Linked DNA regions of Sus scrofa: region 1 is linked to region 2. The links are chromatin contacts, called in public HiChIP or PLAC-seq maps. All regions are on one chromosome and are shown on one strand. The core of a region is the stretch at or near the end of the contact, and the rest is flanking DNA. Distances in the headings are between cores, read along the strand shown. Region 1 overlaps PPP2R5E (protein phosphatase 2 regulatory subunit B'epsilon). Region 2 overlaps SYNE2 (nesprin-2).

Region 1 (3,331 bases), core at 738-3,237, 330 kb after region 2:
TAGTTTTACATTTGGGGACTATTTTAGAAGCACTTCAGTATATTTCTTAGCAAATGGCAGTATTTCTTTACTGTATTTTGCTTTTAACAGAAATACCCTCCTCAACTCAGCTTCAGTTCTCCAAAACCTCCTTTATAAAATTTCAGAAAATCATTTAATTTCTTAATACCTGTTAGATAAGATTAAACTATGTATTGCTACCCAAATGTATCTCAAGATATGAAAACATTGTCATTTTTGAATATTTTAATTGCATGCTAAATTTTTTTCTAGGTGATTATTTCTTCATGTCTAAATAGGAAAATGGTTTTTATTTCTGTCAGTTTTCCATTATGTTTAAAACAAATGACTATACTATTGATTTGGCCCCATTTTGTAATCAAAAAGCTCTGTTTTTTGAGACACGTGGTACTGAGATCACGAGATTCATTCTGCTCTGTAGTGAGCAAGTATGTACGGATGTACGTGTGTGTAAGTGTGGAGGTTGAGTACGGTGTGCTGAAGTTGGAGTGGCGCCAGTGTATGGATGAATCTGCTCGTTTGTGTCTCTCCGACTTTGCATGTATTGTTAACTCGTGTCTCCTAGAGGAGCGCCTAGCAGAGGCTGCAGATGTTTGGCAGGTATCTGCACTTGCCTCTGTGTACTTGTACATCATGTAGGAAGGCCTCTTGCCCGTTGTTTTAGAAGTGTGATGGGGGGTGGAGAGCCCCACAGGGACCCTGCTACAGCGTGTAAGTGCCCCTTGTTCTGGTGTAAGAGATGTGGCACATAGGATATTTTTTCTAAAGTAAATAGAATCACATTTTCAATACTGTAGGGAATTTGTTCTTAACAAGTGCCCTCTGGTGAATTCCTTGCAAAATGAACATTAACAAAAGTTAAATTCTGATCTCTTCATGTTTGGTTTTATGTATAAAGTTTCATTACGTTAAAATAGCTCAAAACTCTCATTAACCCTTATTGTGCATATGGATTTTTCAATCCAGTACCTGACGGTTGGTCTTTTGCATGTGCTTCCAGGTCATGTTCCTTGGGGAGCTGGAGGAGATACTGGATGTGATTGAACCATCGCAATTTGTTAAAATCCAAGAACCTTTGTTTAAACAAATTGCCAAGTGTGTTTCTAGCCCCCATTTTCAGGTTAGTAATTAAGAGGACATGAGCTAGAGTGACTTTTACCACATACATTAATTACTTTGGTAAAGTTTTATTTGTGTTGGAGTTCCCCTAATGGCGCAGTGGTTAACGAATCCGACTAGGAACCATGAGGTTGTGGGTCCAATCCCTGGCCTTGTTCAGTAGGTCGAGGATCCAGCATTGCTGTGAGCTGTGGTGTAGGTTGCAGATGCAGCTCGGATCCCGCGTGGCTGTGGCTGTGGCTGTGGCCAGCCGCTATAGCTCCAATTAGACCCCTATCCTGGGAACCTCCATATGCTTCAGGAGCAGCCCTGGAAAAGACAAAAAAAAAAAAAAAAAAAGTTTTATTTGTGTTGAAAGAAAAGTAGTGGACACTAGCTACCTGGTTTTGTTTGCTGTTTTTTCACATGATCACAATACTTTTGATAATAACCACCTTCCTCTTGAATACCTGCTACATGACAGCCCCTATCCATTAACTTGAATTCCCTTGAGCACTTGGAAAGGAGGCATTATGATGTTTATAGGTGTGAACCCTGATGCTCACAGTGGTAACATAACTTGTCTCAAGTAAAATAGCTGAATGAGAGGTGGACTGGTAGGGCCCCTCTAATGTGTAAGAGAGATGCTAACTAAGCTTAAGTGGAAAAAGAGAACATAATATTCTATACTGTGCTGGATGCTTTACATGATTTACTCCTAAACTTGTAATTATCCTCCTACCTGCCTCTCTAGAGAGAATTATGTGCTCAAGTTCCCAGTCAGCAGGAAGTGGGGAGTTAGTAGGTGCAGCTTCTTTTGAAAGCAGGTGACCTTCCTGTGGCACCACACTGCCTCCCTGTGGCCACTCTGGGGGAACAAACCTGAGCAACTCTTTTTGCAGTTGGGGCTGTTTTACCAGGGCTGAGGGACCCACACTGGGGGGAAGAGGGTGCCCTGGGGTCCACACATTAGGTTTTATACTTTGTCCACCAAAGGTCCAAATCTCAGACCTGGACAATTGCCTCTTTATGTACATACAGCCTGTGGATTTGAAGAGATTGCTCAGATTGGAGTTGACAGCACAGAACCCCATTGCTAATGTGCTGGACTTTTCCCTGAGCTGTCATTATCTTGCATAGAGACACTGGCTGTAGTCATTGTTTTCATTTTTAACCTGAAGACATCTTAGTGTGTCAAGTCAGTGATCTTAAGACAACCTTGCAATTGTATCACAAAGCCAAAAAAAAGAGTAGAAACTGTTACATGACCATTACATTCAGATGATACGCTTTAGGCATGGGTCTTAAAAAATGCAGGACACTATGTAGATGTTTTACATATTCCACATGGCCTGTGGTGCTCAAATAGCTGGGTTGTTCACCTAATTCTTCAGTCTTTATTAGGATGTTTGGTGTCATGGAGGGCAAAGAACAGGACTCTTTTTTAAAATGAGAATTGCCAGGGAGCCTTAAATGATGCTCAGAAGCTTAGAAAGGAGATGAAATGTCTGACATAGCTGGGGCTGTGTCTTAAGGCTACTGTAACAAAATACCACAGATGAGGCAGCTTACAAACAACAGCAGTTTTTTCCCCAGTTCTGGAGGCTGGTGGTCCATTTGGAAACGGTGGTGGTATGGTGGCAGCACGGCTGGCTGAGGGCTCTCTTCTGGGTCCCAGACTTCTCTTATGTCCTCACATGGTGGGAGAGGCTGGGAGCACTTAGGAGCCTCTATTCAAAGGTACTTTTTCGGCCCTGGAGGTTAGGATCCAACATAGGAGTTTTAAGGAGACACAAACATTTAGACCACATCAGGCTTCCACAAGGAAACCCTGTGTGGCTTCAACACTGCTTAATTTCTCATAGTTCTCTAGGCTGGGAGCCTGCAGTGCAAGTTTCAGTGCTCTCCGCCTCTGTGAGGGCACTTTTCTGGCTTGCACACCTTCTCCCTGGGTCCTTCCCCCGGGTCCTCACGTGGCCTCTTCATTCCTCGCTGCTGGAGGAGAGAGAAGGGCGTCTCTCTTTTCTCTTCATAGAGGGCCACCAAACCTGCCAGTCAGGTTAGGACCCTCTTCTATGACCACATTTAACCTAATGACCTCCTGTCTCCAGGTGCACTCACACAGGGGTTAGGGTGTCAACACATGGATTATGCAGGGGGTGGGGTGGGAGTGGGGACAGAGGGTGAAGATGAAGTTTAGTCCATACAAGGA
Region 2 (3,583 bases), core at 764-3,263:
CCATCTACCTAGGAGCTATTGATTTTTGCTGGTTTGTTGGTTTGTATGTTTTTCTGGCTGGGGATCAAATCCGAACCACAGAAGTGATTAACACTGGATCCTTAACCTGCATGTTGCAAGGGAACGCCATAGCCTGTTTTTTTGTTTTGTTTTGTTTTTTTAATTTTATTTTCCCACTGTACAGCAAGGGGATCAAGTTATTCTTACATGTATACATTTTTTCCCCACCATTTGTTCTGTTGCAACATGAGTATCTAGATATAGTTCTCAATGCTACTCAGCAGGATCTCCTTGTAAATCTATTCTAAGCTGTGTCTGATAACCCCAAGCTCCCGATCCCTCCCTCTCCCTCCCTCTCCCATCAGGCAGCCACAAGTCTATTTTCCAAGTCCATGATTCTCTTTTCTGTGGAGATGTTCATTTGTTCTGGATATTAGATTCCAGTTATAAGTGATATCATATGGTATTTGTCTTTCATAGCCTGTTTTTTCAATCTTGCTCTTAGCTGTGCTGCTTGGTCTCCCTCATAAATGTGCAGAACGGCAGTAGAGGACATGGTGGAATTCATACGCAGAATTCACCACTCCTCCTTTGTGGTTATCTCCTGGATTTTTCCCTTTACTTTTCAACATCATGATAGTCCAAAAGACTAGGTTTGTTTGGAGTTCCCATTGTGGCACAGTGGTTAACGAATCCAACTAGGAATGATGAGGTTTCGAGTTCAGTCCCTGGCCTTGCTCAGCAGGTTAAGGATCTGGCGTTGCCGTGAGTGGTGGTGTAGGTTGCAGACACGACTCGGATCCCATGTTGCTGTGGCTCTGGCGTAGGCCGGCGGCTACAGCTCTGATCAGACCCGTAGCCTGGGAACCTCCATATGCCACAGGTGCAGCCCAAGAAATGGCAAAAGACAAAAAAAAAAAAAAAAAAAAAAAAGACTAGGTTTGTTTGTTTGAGTTTTAGTCACTCCATTCAGCAGTGACTAGAGATGCCCCAGGAGAAGAGCCATTAACAGAGAGTCCCCTCGTGCTGCAGCGGTAAAGGATCCCGTGTTGTCACTGCAATGGCCTGGGTTGCTGCTGTGGCACAGGTTTGATCCCTGGCCCATATTGCCATGTATGCGGCCTAAATAAATAAATAAATAAATAAGGTAAAATTGCAGCTCTAGTCCAGTGACCTTCCTCTCTGAGAAGGATGACTTCTCTCTAGTTTCTAGCAGCTTTTGATTACTTTCCAGTGCTTCCAAGTGAGTATTAATTATATTTTATCTAGGGTTGGGAACTGTTGTCTGTGAAAGGGTCGGCCCAAACTTGAACATTACCATTACCAGAACAGGAATATGCATAACCAAAAATTATAATGATTTGTAAGTCAAGTATATGCCAATAAAATTTATTTTAATAATTATAATTATTTTCTTTGAGTCTTTAAAATTTGAGGTCTTGAGATGAAATATACCAATGTATATGACTATTATTAGCAGAAGATATTAACCATACTTAGACATGTTTCCATTAATAATGATTCGCTCTCTGGGAATTAGTAGGAAATATAGTTTCTCATGAGTTTTGTTCTAAAATGCAAGACTGTCCTCTGTTCTGACAAAGTACTCTGTCACAGCAGGCAAGCACAAATTATTTCAGCTGTGAGTCATCCTCCTCATCATAACTTCATGATGAAGCTTACTTATTTTCTCCCTTTGCTAGGTAAAGGAGAATTTCTCACTCCCTTCTAGAATAGCTCCATTATTATTAGTTTTATATACTGGGCTACCATTCACAATTTTGCTTAAAGAAAGTGTGCCACTGACAGTCTCTATAATTCAATAAGTTAATATATTTTAGTTTTCATGACTATGGAAGAGTGGTATAATTGTTGGCATAGCAATTCCTACTCCTCAAGTTTCTGTTGTGGCTCAGCAGATTAAGAATCTGACTAGTGTCCCTGAGGATGTGGGTTCCATCTCTGGCCTTGCTCAGTGGGTTAAAGGATCCAGTGTTGCCATGAGTCATGGTGTAGATAGCAGACATGGCTTGGATCTGGCGTTGCTGTGGTATAGGCCGACAGCTGCAGCTCTGATTCAACCCCTAGCCTGGTAACTTTCATATGCCAAGGGTGTGGCCCTAATAAGACAAAAAAAAAGAGAAGAAATTCCTACTTCTAAACCATCTCCTTCAAACTACTGCCTACTTGATAGTAGGTGAAATCACTTACTAAAAACAACTCCTCTGATTTTTCTATTTTAACTTATCAAAGATCCATAATGCAATCCCTATACTGGCAATTATTTTTCCATCAATATTACTAGTCCATCCTATCTGGCATTTTCATGATAGTAATCAAACTAAAAGACAAAATGGAGATTGGTGCTGAGAAGTGTGTACTGTTCATAGCAAATGTTCCGTAAGTTTAAAGGCATGTATGCAGCTGTTTTAACTGAACTAAGATCTTCCTAATAATTCATAGCTGTAATCGTACCAACTTTCTAGCATCAGACACATTTACAAAAGATTATCATTGCCTAAATGTTATGCAGTTTCATTTCTTTAAGTTTCAGAATTATCACCTGGATGTTCCTATTTATCAGAAAGGTGGGAATCTTCATCTTAATTGTAATAAGAACTCATTAATCATCTGCTATCATCTTAATCAAGAGGAATAAATATTGTAATAAGCATTCACTTAAAGCCTCCAGTGAACTAAGACGCTGTTTATTTTTTATTTTATTTTTGTCTTTTGTCCTTTCAGTGCCGCACCCTTGGCACATGGAGAGTCCCAGGCTAGGGGTTGAATTGGAGCTGTAGCTGCTGGCCTACACCAGAGACATAGCAACATGGGATCCGAGCCTCATCTGCAACCTACACTACAGCTCACAGCAACGCTGGATCCTCAACCCACTGAGCAAGGCCAGGGATCAAATCCGTAACCTCATGGTTCCTAGTCAGATTCATTAACCACTGAGCCACAACGGGAACTCCTAAGATGCTGTTTAAATGAAAAACAACACACTGAAAGAAATCAGAGGATTCCCTCCTCGTTGGAGTGCTTACTAATTTACTGAATGTATGCTGAAGGCTTTTTAATGATAAAGGAAAAGTATTAGATGCTCTTTTCAGTGTGTTAACTGAGAACACAATGTCTAGCCTTTGCCACACATTCGAAAGCTACTATATCACCTGATCTAAAATACTGTTAAGTTCCTCCTCCTATGTTAAAGCTTCTTGGAGACACTGGCCGTGTCACATTATTAATCTTTGTTATTCTCAGTGCCTAACATGTCGCCTTGCATCTTGACAGGTAGTCCGCAAATGTTTGTTAAGTAAATTCGTCTTTATTTAGTAAAATTTTCCATAAGCCGTTCAGGTAACAGGAAAAACACAGGACCTGAAAGTCTTTCACAGTAAGGATATTATTATTGCTGCCATTTTAATTGCTACTACTAATGCAATCATTTAAACCTACCTACCAGATTGTGCTATTTCATTGATTAAAAGTTTCTCGTCTTCAGTTTCATAAACTGTGTCATGAGGGTGAAATCTTCTTGTGCTACTTGATCATCAACTGAATGACTGTGTTACCCACAGCA

The links. HiChIP or PLAC-seq counts read pairs in DNA pulled down with a chosen protein or histone mark.
Region 1: an H3K27ac HiChIP or PLAC-seq map of alveolar macrophages shows a contact between it and region 2. The contact joins two enhancer-like sites. A contact is called at or near these places in 1 of 47 Hi-C or Micro-C datasets (embryonic fibroblasts) and 1 of 2 datasets of contacts at active chromatin or transcription factors (alveolar macrophages).

The regions. Positions count from the first base shown.
Region 1 is chr1:194,640,409-194,643,739 of Sscrofa11.1, forward strand. PPP2R5E (protein phosphatase 2 regulatory subunit B'epsilon) reads left to right here. Exons shown (of 14, transcript NM_001244062.1): 11 at 1,022-1,141. Among named protein-coding and RNA genes, the nearest start is that of GPHB5, 95 kb to the right of the region's middle. Within about 2 kb of position 1,988, at least 4 of the 83 cell types and tissues checked have an H3K27ac peak or open chromatin away from gene starts, as enhancers often do. A contact at or near this core is called in alveolar macrophages, where this site is marked.
Region 2 is chr1:194,310,823-194,314,405 of Sscrofa11.1, forward strand. All of the region lies in intron 2 of SYNE2 (nesprin-2), which reads right to left. Among named protein-coding and RNA genes, the nearest start is that of SGPP1, 39 kb to the right of the region's middle. Within about 2 kb of position 2,014, at least 3 of the 83 cell types and tissues checked have an H3K27ac peak or open chromatin away from gene starts, as enhancers often do. A contact at or near this core is called in alveolar macrophages, where this site is marked.